2 separate regions of the Mus musculus genome follow, and region 1 is linked to region 2. Evidence: chromatin contacts called from public Hi-C data. All regions are on one chromosome and are shown on one strand. The core of a region is the stretch at or near the end of the contact, and the rest is flanking DNA. Distances in the headings are between cores, read along the strand shown. Region 1 has its middle 9.7 kb from the start of Npas4. Region 2 holds the start of Bbs1 (Bardet-Biedl syndrome 1 (human)).

Evidence for each region. A called contact is a pair of places that touch in the nucleus more often than the background predicts.
Region 1: a Hi-C map of cerebral cortex shows a contact between it and region 2, with 2.0 times the contacts expected there. A contact is called at or near these places in 3 of 39 promoter capture datasets (hippocampal neurons and liver), 4 of 484 Hi-C or Micro-C datasets (cerebral cortex, cortical neurons, embryonic stem cells and 1 more), 3 of 130 datasets of targeted methods (embryonic stem cells, memory CD8 T cells and pancreatic cancer cells) and 2 of 9 other capture datasets (adipose tissue and pancreatic islet).

What each region holds. Positions count from the first base shown.
Region 1 is chr19:4,998,279-5,000,978 of GRCm38.p6, forward strand. It overlaps a transcript of Npas4 not described here. Among named protein-coding and RNA genes, the nearest start is that of Npas4, 9.7 kb to the left of the region's middle.
Region 2 is chr19:4,905,262-4,907,961 of GRCm38.p6, forward strand. Bbs1 (Bardet-Biedl syndrome 1 (human)) reads right to left here and starts at 1,366. Exons shown (of 17, transcript NM_001033128.3): 1 at 1,295-1,366; 2 at 881-957; 3 at 724-758. The coding sequence starts at 1,341. Dpp3 (dipeptidylpeptidase 3) reads right to left here. Exons shown (of 18, transcript NM_133803.2): 18 at 1,968-2,536. The coding sequence ends at 2,361.

The DNA.
Region 1 (2,700 bases), core at 108-2,607, 93 kb after region 2:
GGCACTTGCTGCCAAGCCTGACAGCCTAACTTCAATCCCCAGGACCTCCATGGTGGAAGGAGAGCCGAAAGATGTCCTCTGACTGCCACACATAAACCACGGCACACACTCACTCACATGCATGCACACAGAGTAAATAAAAAAGCCATTAAAAAATTAAAAGAAGGGTCTGAATACATAGGATCTTCGCATAGAGACCGGAAGAGAGCCAAGGCAGGGTAGGCAAGAGGGTGGGGCCTGGAGGGAGGTCTTGCCTCTGTTACAGACTGTGACACTGCTGAGGTAAGGACTGCAGCCTCTCATGCCTCAGTTTACCAGTGTATTAAATAGAGTTGTGAAGAGGAGAATACAATTTGTGTTAGAGCTCTGACACAAGAGCCAGGTGAACTAATTTGTCAAAACACTCAGAACAAAGCCATAGGCACGGAAGGAACGGAGTAAGTGTTGGAGAATGCACGGGGAGTGGCCATTGTCTTAAGGAAACTATCGTTTTGAATGCAGTCAGACAGAAGTGGCTCGATGGGTTCATAGCCCTGGGTGCTTCCTGAAACCCTCCTTATGGAGGTGGCCAGAATAGGTGCTGTTCTCCGAATAAACGAACAAAGAAGTCAATGAGCCTTAGGAAACTGAGGTACGCATACCTAGTGACCCTGAGGGTCTGGGTTCAGACCCTTCCTGTGTGTCAGCAGGCATCCCATATCCCTCCAGTACAGAACAGAACATCCAAGACCAGTCCCAGTGTGTTCTCCAGGGGCCAACAATTGCAATCCTTGGCCATCTTTCATGTTCTTACCCAGCTTAAATTCTGGCTCCTGTTTCTCAGAGTTGCTTCTGACTGGTGCCTCCTCACTTCCTCTTCTACCTAGGTACACACAAACCTGCAGGCCACCACAGACCGAAGCTTTACACTTGTCTGTAATATCACCTGCGTGTACCCAGTGACATGGAGCCTACAGGTGAGCAGATGTCCATGCCTTGTGTGTCTGGTGTAGGGATTGGGTCATTAGAATCCCAGAGCAGACATGACATGGGCTCATCACTCCTATTGGCCCTAGGTATGCAGAGGGCAGGGCATCTTCAGGGAGGCCAAGCGGGGCCAGGAAAGACAGAGGGGCTTTAAAAATCAGGAGATCAGAAACAGTCAACAGGCCTGGTCCAGAGTCAGGAAGAAATCCCTAGGAGCCACAGAGAAGAGACTCCAAGAGCAGAGAGCTGGGGACACCCCCACCCCTGCAAGTGTTGCAACCACAGTTGGTTGAGCTGTGGCAAGAAGCAGAGAAGCAGCTGTTCTGGCCCATTGCTGGAGAAGCTTCTGGAACAAGGAAGAAATGAACACTATGTGGGGGAGGAGGGGACACCAGGAAGCTGCGGAGGAAAGGACCATCTGGTGAATGGGAGAGCTCCTGAGTGGCCCAGCCCTGGCTGGGGATGAAGAGGAAGTGAGCTTAGCCTCAGTGCCAGCAGCTTGTGTTTGAGGCAGAGTCCCAGGCTGGAAAGTCAAGAGACATGGATTCTGGACCTAACTCTGTCCACTGGGGCTATCAAGCTAGCCCCTTCTCCTCTAAGAGCCTCACTTTCCCTATTTGCAATGTGCAAGAACACCAGAACACTTGCCCTGAAAAGATCATCCTCCTATATCTGGCCTCCCGAGCATGCCTGTCCAGGTTCCACTTGGCCCTGTGCCCCTCAGGCTTTGGAATTTGAATACTGCAATACTAAAACCCAGTTTTGGGAGAAGTCAAGCCCGTGTGCACAGTGCCAGGGTCTGAAAGGACCTAAAGTCTTCCAGGGGACCACGCCTCACGGTCGGCTCTGGATGAGCAGGGTCACCTGGGAGTCCTGAACAACAGGACTGTCTGGACTTGGGGAAAGGAATGCTTTCCGAGGCTGTAGCTCAATGGAAAGCAAGCAGTTCGCTGACTTTCCCCCTCATTAGATCCAACCTAGCCAGGGTCATTCTTACAGGTCTGTGCCTGCTTCACCAGGGGACTCACCATTGGAGGAATCTGATGGAGTCTGAAATGCACAGAACAAGACCTCAGAGCAGTCTGCACGGCCTGTGTCGGAAGTAACTACCATCTGTGGTTCCCTTCACTTCAGTCTTGTGGAAGGAAGACAATCCTCTCAGCATGGTCCCTCAGAGACTCTCAGAGGCCCAACTGAAGTGGGTGACTGAGGGCACAGAGCAAGGTAACCCAAGGGCCATGTCCACACTCGAGAAGTAGATCCTGAAACGGGTCTTTGATTCACACACAGCGCAGTGAGCCTAAGTATTTTTCAAAAGCTGGACTCAAAAGAGTCCAGGAGGCAGAGTTCTGGGTTCTAACCTTAGCAACAAATATATTGTCTTGCCTTGTGACCTCGGCAAATGATGTCTCTTTGAAGACTGCCTTAGTTTTCCCTTTGTGCATTGAAGGTGTGGCCCTGGCAATGGGCGCCCATTGGAAACACCATTCAAGCTCCAGAGAGCTACACCCAGAACCACAAATGTTGATCTAGATCAGATCCACTCTGAGCCCCTAACCCTGGTCTAGAGTGGAGACCTGCAGATGTCTGGAAATTGCACATCTCCTTCAGAATGGCCAAGTATGTCATGTCCTCTGTCAGGGTATCATCAGGACTGGGCAGAGGGTCCAAGGGGCTGGGTCCACCTGGCTCTGGGGAGTGTCCAGCAGGGCCACATTCCCATCCAGAAGCCAA
Region 2 (2,700 bases), core at 116-2,615:
CACAGGTCACCCTCAAACTCATGGATCGCCCTGTTTCTATTGCCCAAGTGCTGTGATTAGAGGCAGGCACTACCACTCCTGGCCCTCAAATTATTTTTTAGAAAATCATATGTCAGCAGGGCAGTGGTGAGGCATGCCTTTAATCCCAGCACTTGGGAAGCAGAGGTAGGCAGATTTCTGAGTTTGAGGCCAGCCTGGTCTACAGAGTGAGTTCCAGGATAGCCAGGGCTACACAGAGAAACCCTGTCTTGAAAAACAAACAAACAAAGACAAAAAAAAGAGAGAGAGAGAGAGAAAATCGTATGTCTTGGTACTATAAATCCACAACATCTTGCTGTTTAACCTCTGCAGATCATGTTATAAAATTAATGTTCACTTTCCAAATTACTAAGAAATTCTGGGGTTAGAGAGATGGCTCAGCAGTGAAGATCACTGGCTGTCCTTCCAGAGGATCCTGGTTCAAACTCCAGCACCTACACGGCAGCTCTCAACTGTCTGTAAATCCTGTTGCAAGGGATCTGAAACCTTACACAAGCACACACACAAGCAAAGCACCAACGCACACAAAATAAAAATACATCGTTAAAAGAAAGAAGTTGCAACGAAGTGTGCCTTTTTAGTACTGATGAGTTCCAGAGTATGTTGAGCCTCTTTGCAAATCTCACTTCTGAGTGTCACACACACACACACACACACACACCACTCAACTTTCTGATTGCCTACCTTGTACTCCCCATCGCCATGCAAATCTGCCAGTGCTAGAAAACACAAAAGGGTCGAAAAGGAGTCTCAGAATCTCAAAGATTTCTCCATGAAACCGTTCCCTGTTCCTCCCATCCTCCTAGAATCTGGGTGTCCCTAGATATGTCTAGAGACTCACACAGGCAGGAGGAGAAGGTGTGGATGTTGGCCATGGGGTCGTAGTGTGCGTCCAGCCATTTAGAATTGGCTTCGTTGCTGAGAGGGAAAAAAGATAGTTGGAAAGTGAGCCCCATGACGAAATAAATAAATAAATAAATAAATAAATAAATAAATAAAATCTCTAAGCGAGATGACGCCTGAAACAGAGCACGAACATCGAAAGGATAATACCAAGTCTAGATCTGAGCTCAATTGGCGCCCGGAGTGACCAGCCAATCACATACAGATACTTCTTGGCCATCAGCTTTCTTCTGATTTCTAAAGGGCCCTCCCAGAACTTCCACCGCTGCTCGAAAGCAAGAGCCCAGAACCCGCTACCAAGCACCATCTATTCATCTGAGGGAAAGGAAGCGGTGAGGATCCGGGACTTAACCTCTCAGCTCGCCCGCTGTCAGAATCCGATGAAGACGCCGCAGCCATTTTCCCAGGCGTCGCCTTGGCAACCAGCTCAGCCATCGCGCAACACCCAATAGAATCCGGGCATCCGAAAGCACAGGAACAAAGGTTCCGGGGTAAAATTGTCCCGGCTGGGACCAAATAAGCACTGGTTTCCTTGTCCTATGCAATGTTGACTTATGGTTTCTGCATTAAAGACAGGGGCCTGGGCTTTGAGGCCTGGGGAGGAGCGCTTTTTAGGGATTAAGACTAGACTGAGAAACAAATTAATGGGTGAGGATCTCATGTTAGTGTGTTACGGTTCTTTGGCTCCGGAAACATTTGAAAGTACAAGAGTGCTTGCTGCTCTTGCAGAGGACCCTGGACTGCTCAGCACCCACATGGCAGCTCACAATTCTGTAACCGTAGTTCCAGGGCATCTGATGGGGTCTTCTGGTCTCTGCTACCACCACCACACCCATGAAGAAAATGCACACGAACACACAAATCTTAAGAAATATGTCACAAAGAAGAGCTCCGGAACACGTTGTGAGTTTGTGCATTCCTTTGGAAATGATATTCAAAATCTTATTGTGGATTGGAAGCCTAAAGTGATGTAGTGTGCCCTCCCCTGGCTTTGAACTGGAAGAGAAAGAAACATACACTGCAGAGATGGTGGTCGTCATATTTATTTTTCTGGCTATAAAAGTAATACACGAAGAGCGCTGGATTTGGTGAGAATGCTTTGAGCCCTGGCTCTGTCACATGCCACCTGCCGGGTCTAGAACAGTCACTTCTCAGAATTGCCACCTTCCCATGTGGAAAACCGGACTAGGCACCCTGTTGAGCTCCGGCCATAGATGGCAGTGCAGATCCAGAAACTGAGGACATACGGTAAACTGCAAAGTGCTGACAAATGGAAGGGGTTCGCATCACCACCCTCAGCTGAGGTAGCACCAAAGTCCAAGCTCCTGCCCCTCCCTCCCCTGACTCCTAATCACACACAACTCAGAGCTACTGACAGCCCTGGTTTGACAAAGAGGGGAGAGACCACACAGATCTTCTCAAGCCTGGCCAGGTGGGGCCTCCTGGGCCTGGTTCCTCCAGAATCGGGCATCTGCTGCAGCCAGCTGGATAAGAACCTCCTCCAACTCGGGCCCATCCTCGGGAAACCGCTCACAGAAGGAGCGGATGAGACCAGCGGCTGAGGCCTCATACTCCACAAGTTGTACTTCTGAGCCTGGGGGATGGAGAGAAAACAGCAGCACAGAAAGATGTAGTTAGGGGCGGCGAGTTCTGAGCGAGCTCCGGCACAAACTGTCAATGTTCAGGATAGTTATCTAATTACCTACATCAGAATAACCCTGCCAGGAAGGCAGAATTACATGGGGGGAGACTTAGACT